Linked DNA regions of Sus scrofa: region 1 is linked to region 2. Evidence: chromatin contacts called from public Hi-C data. All regions are on one chromosome and are shown on one strand. Each heading gives the region's core, a stretch centred on a gene start, on an enhancer-like site or on the middle of the called end of the contact. The rest is flanking DNA. Distances are from core to core; before and after follow the strand shown. Region 1 holds the start of COL16A1 (collagen alpha-1(XVI) chain). Region 2 holds the start of TINAGL1 (tubulointerstitial nephritis antigen-like).

Region 1 (3,890 bases), core at 508-3,007, 150 kb after region 2:
TGCAGGCCTATGCCACAGCCATAGCAACACCAAATCTGAGTCGCATCTGGGACCCATGCTGCAGCTTGCGGTAACACCCAATCCTTAACCCACTGAGCAAGGCCAGGGACTGAACTCACATCCTCACAGATGCTATGTCATGTTCTTAACCCACTGAACCACAATGAGAACTCCATTGCTTCTTTTTAAAAAAAATTTTAATGGAGTTCCTGTCTTGGTGCAGCAGAAACGAATCCGACTAGGAACCATGAGGTTGTGGGTTCAATCCCTGGCCTCGCTCAGTGGGTTAAGGATCTGGCATTGCCGTGAGCTGTGGTGTAGTTCACAGATATGGCTCGGATCTGGCATTGCTGTGGCTCTGGCGTAGGCTGGCAGCAACAGCTCTGATTAGACCCCTAGCCTGGGAACCTCCATATGCCATGGATGCAGCCCTAAAAAGACAAAAAGACCCCCCAAAAATGAAATGAAATAAAAATAAAAAAGAATTTTAGGAATTCCTGCTGTGGTGCAGTAGGTTAAGAGTCCAACTGCAGTGGCTGGGTCCTGGTTTGATCCCTGGCCTGACACAGTGGTTGCCCCAGCTGTGGTGTAGGTCGATCCCTAGTCTGAGAACTTCCACATGCCATGGGTAGCAGCCAAAGAAAAGAGAAAAATCAAAAAAGAATTTTATTCATCAGGACAATCCTATCATTACTCCCATTTTACAGGTGAACAGTTGTCTTCCTCAACTTGAGCACTTCACAGTAAGGAAACAGACCCTAAGAAGTGGCTTGCTAAGAATCAGAGCTGTGATTTGAATCCAGGGTTGTTACAGCGCAATCTGCTGTGTCATAATAGGCCTCTTCCTCTCTCTGGAACTGTTTTCTGTTGGGGGTGCTAACTCCGAAACCTCTAAGATCTAAATTAGGGAGTTTTCCTGCTCTGAGCCCAGGTCCCCACCCAGAAGCCTAGAACATCTCCATGGGCCTGGGTGGGAGAAGAAGGGCAGGTGTAGCAGTGACCGTCCCGCCCGCGGGCGGGGGATTGGGGGGGGGCTGCCGCCAGACGCACAAAAACAACGAAATAAATCAGGACCAGAACCTCCTAATCCTTCCCGGCTGTGACGGCTACCGCTCACCCGGCCTGGGCCGCCATCGCCTGGACTGCTCCCCGGGCCTGGGAGGGGGGACAAGGCACCGCCAAGAGCGCAGAGTCCCGCCAACAGGATCGGAGCGATGCCCGGCCGGGCGTCAAGGCGTCCTCGGCTCCCGAGATGGGGGGTAGCGGGGGAGGCCCTCCCGCCAGGGTGACTCAGGCCTCCCAGACCCCCTCCGGGATAGGCAGGTTCCCGCGCCTCGGTCTATTTTTAGAGACTGCTCCAGGCCTGAGCGCAGAGGGGAAGAAACGCCGGCCTCGTGGCGGTGCAGGCGTCTGACCCGCTCCTCCTGTTCGGGGCTTGAGCCCCAGAACCTCCAGCTGTCTATCCAGAAAAGAACGGACACCCTTGGGATCGCGGGGGGCGGGGGGGTGGGGTGGAGGTGCAGGCCCAATAAATGCATTCCCTCCCCATCCCCCACGCCCGCCTTCCTCCTCCCGCTCCTCAAAGCCTGGCAGTTCCAGGGAGCTGGGCGCGGCCTCCCGAGAAAAGACCTTTGTTAAGTGGGGCCTGGAGCCTTCCGACGGTCGGTCTGTCTGGCTATTGGACTGAGGGCCAGAGCGGGCGGGGCTCCCGGGCGACCGCAGCGGCTGGGGCGGAGGGTGGAGCGGCTGGAGGGCTGTGCGGAGGGTGAGGGGAGGATGCGACCGGGTTCGGGAAATCCCCACCCCACCCCCATCGGCCACGCCCCTAGCTCGCCTTGGGCCACACCCACCACCCGGGGGCCTTTCCCTGACTCCACCCTAGGCCCCGCCTCCTATCTGGCTCCGCCCAGAGCCAACCTTGTATCCTGGCCCCAGGGTCCAGAGAGGCCTGGATCCCTGGCCTCTAACAGCCTGGGACTGGTGCTGGCCCCCTCTTCTGGCGGCCGGGACAGAAGCGAGGGGAACGGGAGCCTCCTCCTCCAGCGCGGGGTCGGGGAAGAGAGCGTCAGGGAGTAACAATGGCGCCATTGACGGGGAGGCCTCTAAAGCTGAGGACGTATCTGTCTGTGGAAGCCAGGCTGTCTTGGAGGCTGAAGCGGTGGAGGCAGCCCCGAGTATGCAAGCACCCCTGTATACGCGGGCACAAAGCCGGGCACGGGGGCACTTGGGGCAGAGGTCTTTGGCCTGTTGCCCCTACTGCTGGGTGCCCTAGAGACTGAGGGCACATTCCTGGGGAGTGGGGGCAACTGCTGGCCCCCAATACATGCGCCCTTCTGGCGACTTCAGCGATGCGGGGTTTGGAGAGGCGCAAGTGGAGGCCCATCCCACCGGGGGTTGAGGGGCAGAGGATGGGAGGCGGACTGGTCTCCCAGCACCAGTCCTCCATCTAGTGGGAAGTTTGGGAATCGCGGGATGCAGAGATGGGGTGGGGGGTGGCGTCCATTGTACCCCTAATTCTTCCTTCCTCTCCCTGGATGTTCTTCCTTCCTGGCACCCTCACACAACCATCCTGCTCTGCTCCATTTCAGGGATTCGCCCCCTCCCATAGTCATTTGAAGATCTTCCCCCCAAGTCCCGTCTCTTCTTCCTCATTATCTATGGATATTAGCTTCTGCCCATCACCACCACTGCCAAGGGTCCAGGAAGCCTCTCTCCTTTGCCTGGATTTCTGCAACTCCTGCCAACTGCTTTCCCTGCCTTCAATTTTACCCTCTCTCTATCCACTTTTCTACTACTAGCAAACCAAGTGTTTCTAAACCAGAGATCTGCTTGTGTCACTTCCTGACTCAAAGCTTTCAGTGGCGGGAGTTCCCAATCATGGCTCAGCGGTCATGAACCCAACTAGTGTCCATGAGGATGCAAGTCCTATCCCTGGCCTCGCTCAATGGGTTAAGGATCCGGCGTTCCTGTGGCTGTGACGTAGGCCGGCAGCTACAGCTCTGGTAACACCCCTAGCCTGGGAACTTTCATATGTCTCGGGCGTGGCCCTAAAAAAGACAAAAAAAAAAAAAAAAAAAAAAAAAAAAAAAAAGCTTCCAGTGGCTTCCCCTGGTCAAAATGAACTCTAAACCTTGGCTTGGGACTCAGGAGGCTCTTTATCACCCAGCCCCACCTCCTCAGTCCTAGCTATTCTCACAGGGCAATGTTCAGTCCCTCAAACACCCGTTGGCTCTAGCCTTCATACCGGCCATTCCCTTTTCCTTGCTGTCTTCAGGACTCCATCTGGCTGCTCTCCTTCTTGGGCAGGAGTCAGGAACCCCTTCTCTGAGCTCCCGCAGGACCCAGTGCCCAGGTCTCTCATCACTTACCCACTTTTGTGGCAGAATTATCTATTGATATGTTAATTATTTTGTACCCCTCCCAGTTCCAAGCTGGTATCCTAGCCATTTGATTTTTCTAGCCTCAGGGAACTTGTGCAGGGCTGAACACAAAAGCTGCTTGATGTCTGATGGCTCATCCTGACTTTTGAAAAAGCTAGCCTTCTGGAATTGACTGTGTTCCCCAAGGGATGGAGAGAAGTGGGCAGCAGATGTGGGTAGAGGAAGGAGAGGGCGCAGCCAGCTGCAGAGGGGCCAGACGTGGGGGTGGTGTGAATGGTGTGGATCTGCATTCGGCAGCCCCTCTCCTGACAGGTAATAGGAGCTGGGGTGGCGGGCAGGGTGGGTAGAGCATCTGGGGAGGCTGAAGCCCAAGCCCTGGGGTACTAGCCTCAGTGCCTCCAGATGGCAGAGGAATGGCTGAGTTGCTGAACCTCGAGGGACCACATGGCTAGTACAGTGGACATATATCTCTGTGAAACCAGTGTACCCAGAATCAGGACTTCATGCTTA
Region 2 (3,426 bases), core at 613-3,112:
CAGACACACAGGCAACAGGTACACAAATACAGGCAGACAGTACACTAATGACAGAGAGGCAGACCCAGGACCACACAGAGGTGACATCCAGACAGATACGTAGGCACATTGCAGGCAGGTAACAGAGACAAGCAGACTCAGACACACTCAAGCAGAAACACCTCACACTCAAATACACAATGCAGACTCACACAGGTAGCCTACAGGGGGTGATGTGGGGCAAGGAAAGGCCAGATGCCCCCTGGGCCAACCCCCTAACCCCCAGCCCCCGAACTATGCAGAAACTGATTCACACAAATGGGTTCTCTGGGCACAAGCTCTTCTGAAGGCAGCCTCCGTCCGCTTCCCAAGACGAGGGACCCACCTGTAGTAACATGAATGGTTAGACATGAAAAGGAACTTCCAGACCAGGAGGGTATTGTGACATGTAGTGGGTGACTAAGCGTAACTGGGTAAAGGAGTGGAGAGGTGGTAGGTAGGGAGCCTGGTACTGGTAGGTAGGGGGCCTGATGGTAGCTAGGGAGCCTGTGATCTTGGGTAAGTCTGTTCTTCTGAGCCCCAGTGTCTCATCTGTGTCTCTCAGTCCCCAGGGTCCCTGCAAGGAGCAGGTGGGCCAGCTCCTGCAAGTGTTCCCGTCAATGGTGGGGCCCCAGGACACCACTCCTACATCCTCCACACCCTCGCCCAGGGCAGGGTTCTCTTGTTGACTCCCTGCCCAGTACCCCCTGGCAGGGGGGCAACTCAGTCAACTCAGTCACAGATGCCTGTTGTCCTGGTCCTGCCCATCCCCCGGGGGCTGGCCAGCTGAGGATGCCCCAAGACAGAGAGGTCAGATCGAGGGCAAAGGGAATCCCCGAAGCTTGAAGCTCCCCCCCACCCCAGCCCCCGGGGGGTGGCTGTGAGGCTTAGGCCCTGGATTGGGGGATCTGCCCAGGTGGAGTCTCTTTCATTCTCCCGCTGTTAAGAGTCCTCTGGCCAGGACCCAACCTGTTGGAACAGAGGGGATTGCGCAATGGAGAGGTAAAAGGTGATGGCAGGCCTGGCGGGACAGAAGCCCCATTGTTCGAGGCTCAGGCCAGCCTGGGCAAAGGAAGAGTTTATGCCCAGGGCAGGAAGGGGGGAGATCTCTGCAGGGGGTGCCAGCTGGCAGGGCTCTTGCCTTTGGACCCTGGAGGGGGACAGGTGCCAAGAAGGATGCCCCTGGTGGTGGTGGGGTTGATAGAGGGGACAGTGTTTGGCAAGGTGCCAGGAAGACTGGGCTGGGCAGACCCAAGGAGGGGTCTCAGGACTGGGAGGCAGCCCCCATCCCCAACCCCACCCCACCCCTGTGGGAGGATGAACAGCCCAAGGCATTCCCAGGGTCCTAAACCATCCGCCTCCAGATTCCAATCATTCCTAGGAACGGAGGCTTTGGGGCGGCTCCAAGCCTGGGGGCACTGTGAAGAGGGGTGTGCTTGGCCGCAGTTATCTGAGGGGGTCACAGACGGGCTTAGAGATTTTTGCCGCCCACAGCCTCCCCATCATGTCCCAAACTTAGGTCCCAAACTCGGAGCTCCACTGTGCACCATCCTCCCTTGTTCGCACGTGCCCCTCGGCCCCACGGCGAAGCCCACTGCACAGTCTTTACCGGGGCCAGGCCACAGTCCTTTCTGCTTGGGTTGGTGTCCCGCCCCCTACGGGAACCGTTTCCACCGGAGACCCAGCAAGGTCAGTCGCGTGCTCATGGTCCGCCTCGCTTGTCCCAGCCGAGCAGTTAACCCGGCTCTTCCAGGTGCGAAAGAGTCGGGGCCCCTCCCTCCCGCCGCGGGGCGGGGCCGGGCTGCGCGCTGGGCGGGGCGGGGCGGGGCGGGGCGGTACAAAAAGCGGTCCCGCCCCGCGCTCCTCACTTGACTTTGAGTGTCCGGCGGTCGCTGGAGCCGGGAGGCGGAGGCAAGTGAGGCAGCCGGGCTCAGCCCACACCCCTCACCAGGTAGGGACGTTCCCCTGCCTGGAGGGGAGAGGGTGTAGACAGAAGGAACAGAGAGAAGGAGGGGGCAGGCAGAGGGACCCAGACAGGTGACAGGAAGGGGGAGTGGAGGGGGGCAGAGGGGCACAGAGAGAGAGGGACACATGAGGATACAAAGTCAGGGAACCCCTGTAGGGATGGAAGCTGAGGGGGGGGTCAGAGATTCAGGACAGGGGGAGACCTAGGGTGAAAGCGTGTGTGTTGAGTGGGAAGCACCAAAATGCCACAGTCCCCACCTCTTGTCTTTGAAGGTCCCCAGACAGGTCAGGGAAAGGGCTCTATTTCTTGCCCAAGCCCCTTCCCCCTGTAAGCCAAGGCAGATAAACTGTGGCTTCTCTCCCCTGTCCCGCCTGGGGAAGCAGAAATCAGGGTCCCTGCTGGACCCTCTTGGGCTCATGGCCCCAGGAAGCTGGGAGATCAAGTCCCTGAGGTGCCAGGGAATCCCTGCTGCCCACCACTTCTGACCCCTGACCTCTGCCCTCCCTGGGCCCAGGAGGCACCATGTGGCGATGTCCACTGGGGCTGCTGCTGCTGCTGCTGCTGGCTGGCGAGTTGGCCCTGGGTGCCCGGCGGGGTCGTGGGCGCCGGGAGCTTGCACCGGCTCTGCACCTGCGGGGCATCCGGGATGCGGGTGGCCGGTACTGCCAGGAGCAGGACCTGTGCTGCCGTGGCCGTGCCGATGACTGCGCCCTGCCCTACCTGGGTGCTACCTGTTACTGTGACCTCTTCTGCAACCGCACCGTCTCCGACTGCTGCCCTGACTTCTGGGACTTCTGCCTCGGCGTGCCACCCCCTTTTCCCCCCATCCAAGGTGGGCACCAGACAGCCAGGGGTGGGTCACTTTGTCAACCCCCAAACTCAGCAAGGCTCAGGAGCAAGGCTGACACATTGACATTTCCGGGGGAGGCTTTGTAGAATCTGGGAAAGAGACCCCACCCCACTCTCTGAACCTCTGGGAAGTCCCTGCTTTGGTCTAACCTGAGTCTCTCCAGCAAGACTGAATGAGAAGAGCCTTGGTCAGTGGGATTTTAAGTTGACCCAGGAGAAGGCAGCCTACTGCCCTTTCTCCCAGTCCTGCCTGTCTCCATATTCCGGACTTGGAAGGTGCTGGCCCCGCCTGCTGACTCACCCTCAAGACTGATAAAGCACCCAGGGATTGGCCAGGGTCATCTTAACAATTCCTCTGCCTCTGCTCAGGAATCTCTACGCCTGAGATGGCCGGTCACACCTGGGAGGTGGGTCAAGTCTGTTCCTGCCTTCAGCCCTCATCAGCATCCACCTGCCCTTATCCAGCAGGAGAATGACTCGAATTCCTTCCCACAATTCCTTGGGGCTGTGGATGTGAGACGGCATACCTGGGTTGTCATCCCAAAGTGCTGTGCTATCTCAGGGGAGTCACTTACATTCTCTGGGCCTTGACT

The links. Hi-C and Micro-C count contacts between places; a contact is called where the count stands out from the background.
Region 1: a contact with region 2 is called in a Hi-C map of embryonic fibroblasts, with 4 times the contacts expected there. The contact joins the promoter of COL16A1 here to the promoter of TINAGL1 in region 2. A contact is called at or near these places in 3 of 47 Hi-C or Micro-C datasets (embryonic fibroblasts and omental adipose tissue).

What each region holds. Positions count from the first base shown.
Region 1 is chr6:88,241,960-88,245,849 of Sscrofa11.1, forward strand. COL16A1 (collagen alpha-1(XVI) chain) reads right to left here and starts at 1,758. Exons shown (of 73, transcript XM_021095778.1): 1 at 1,630-1,758.
Region 2 is chr6:88,093,788-88,097,213 of Sscrofa11.1, forward strand. It overlaps TINAGL1 (tubulointerstitial nephritis antigen-like), which reads left to right and starts at 1,863. Exons shown (of 12, transcript XM_005665158.3): 1 at 1,863-1,969; 2 at 2,499-2,816. The coding sequence starts at 2,507.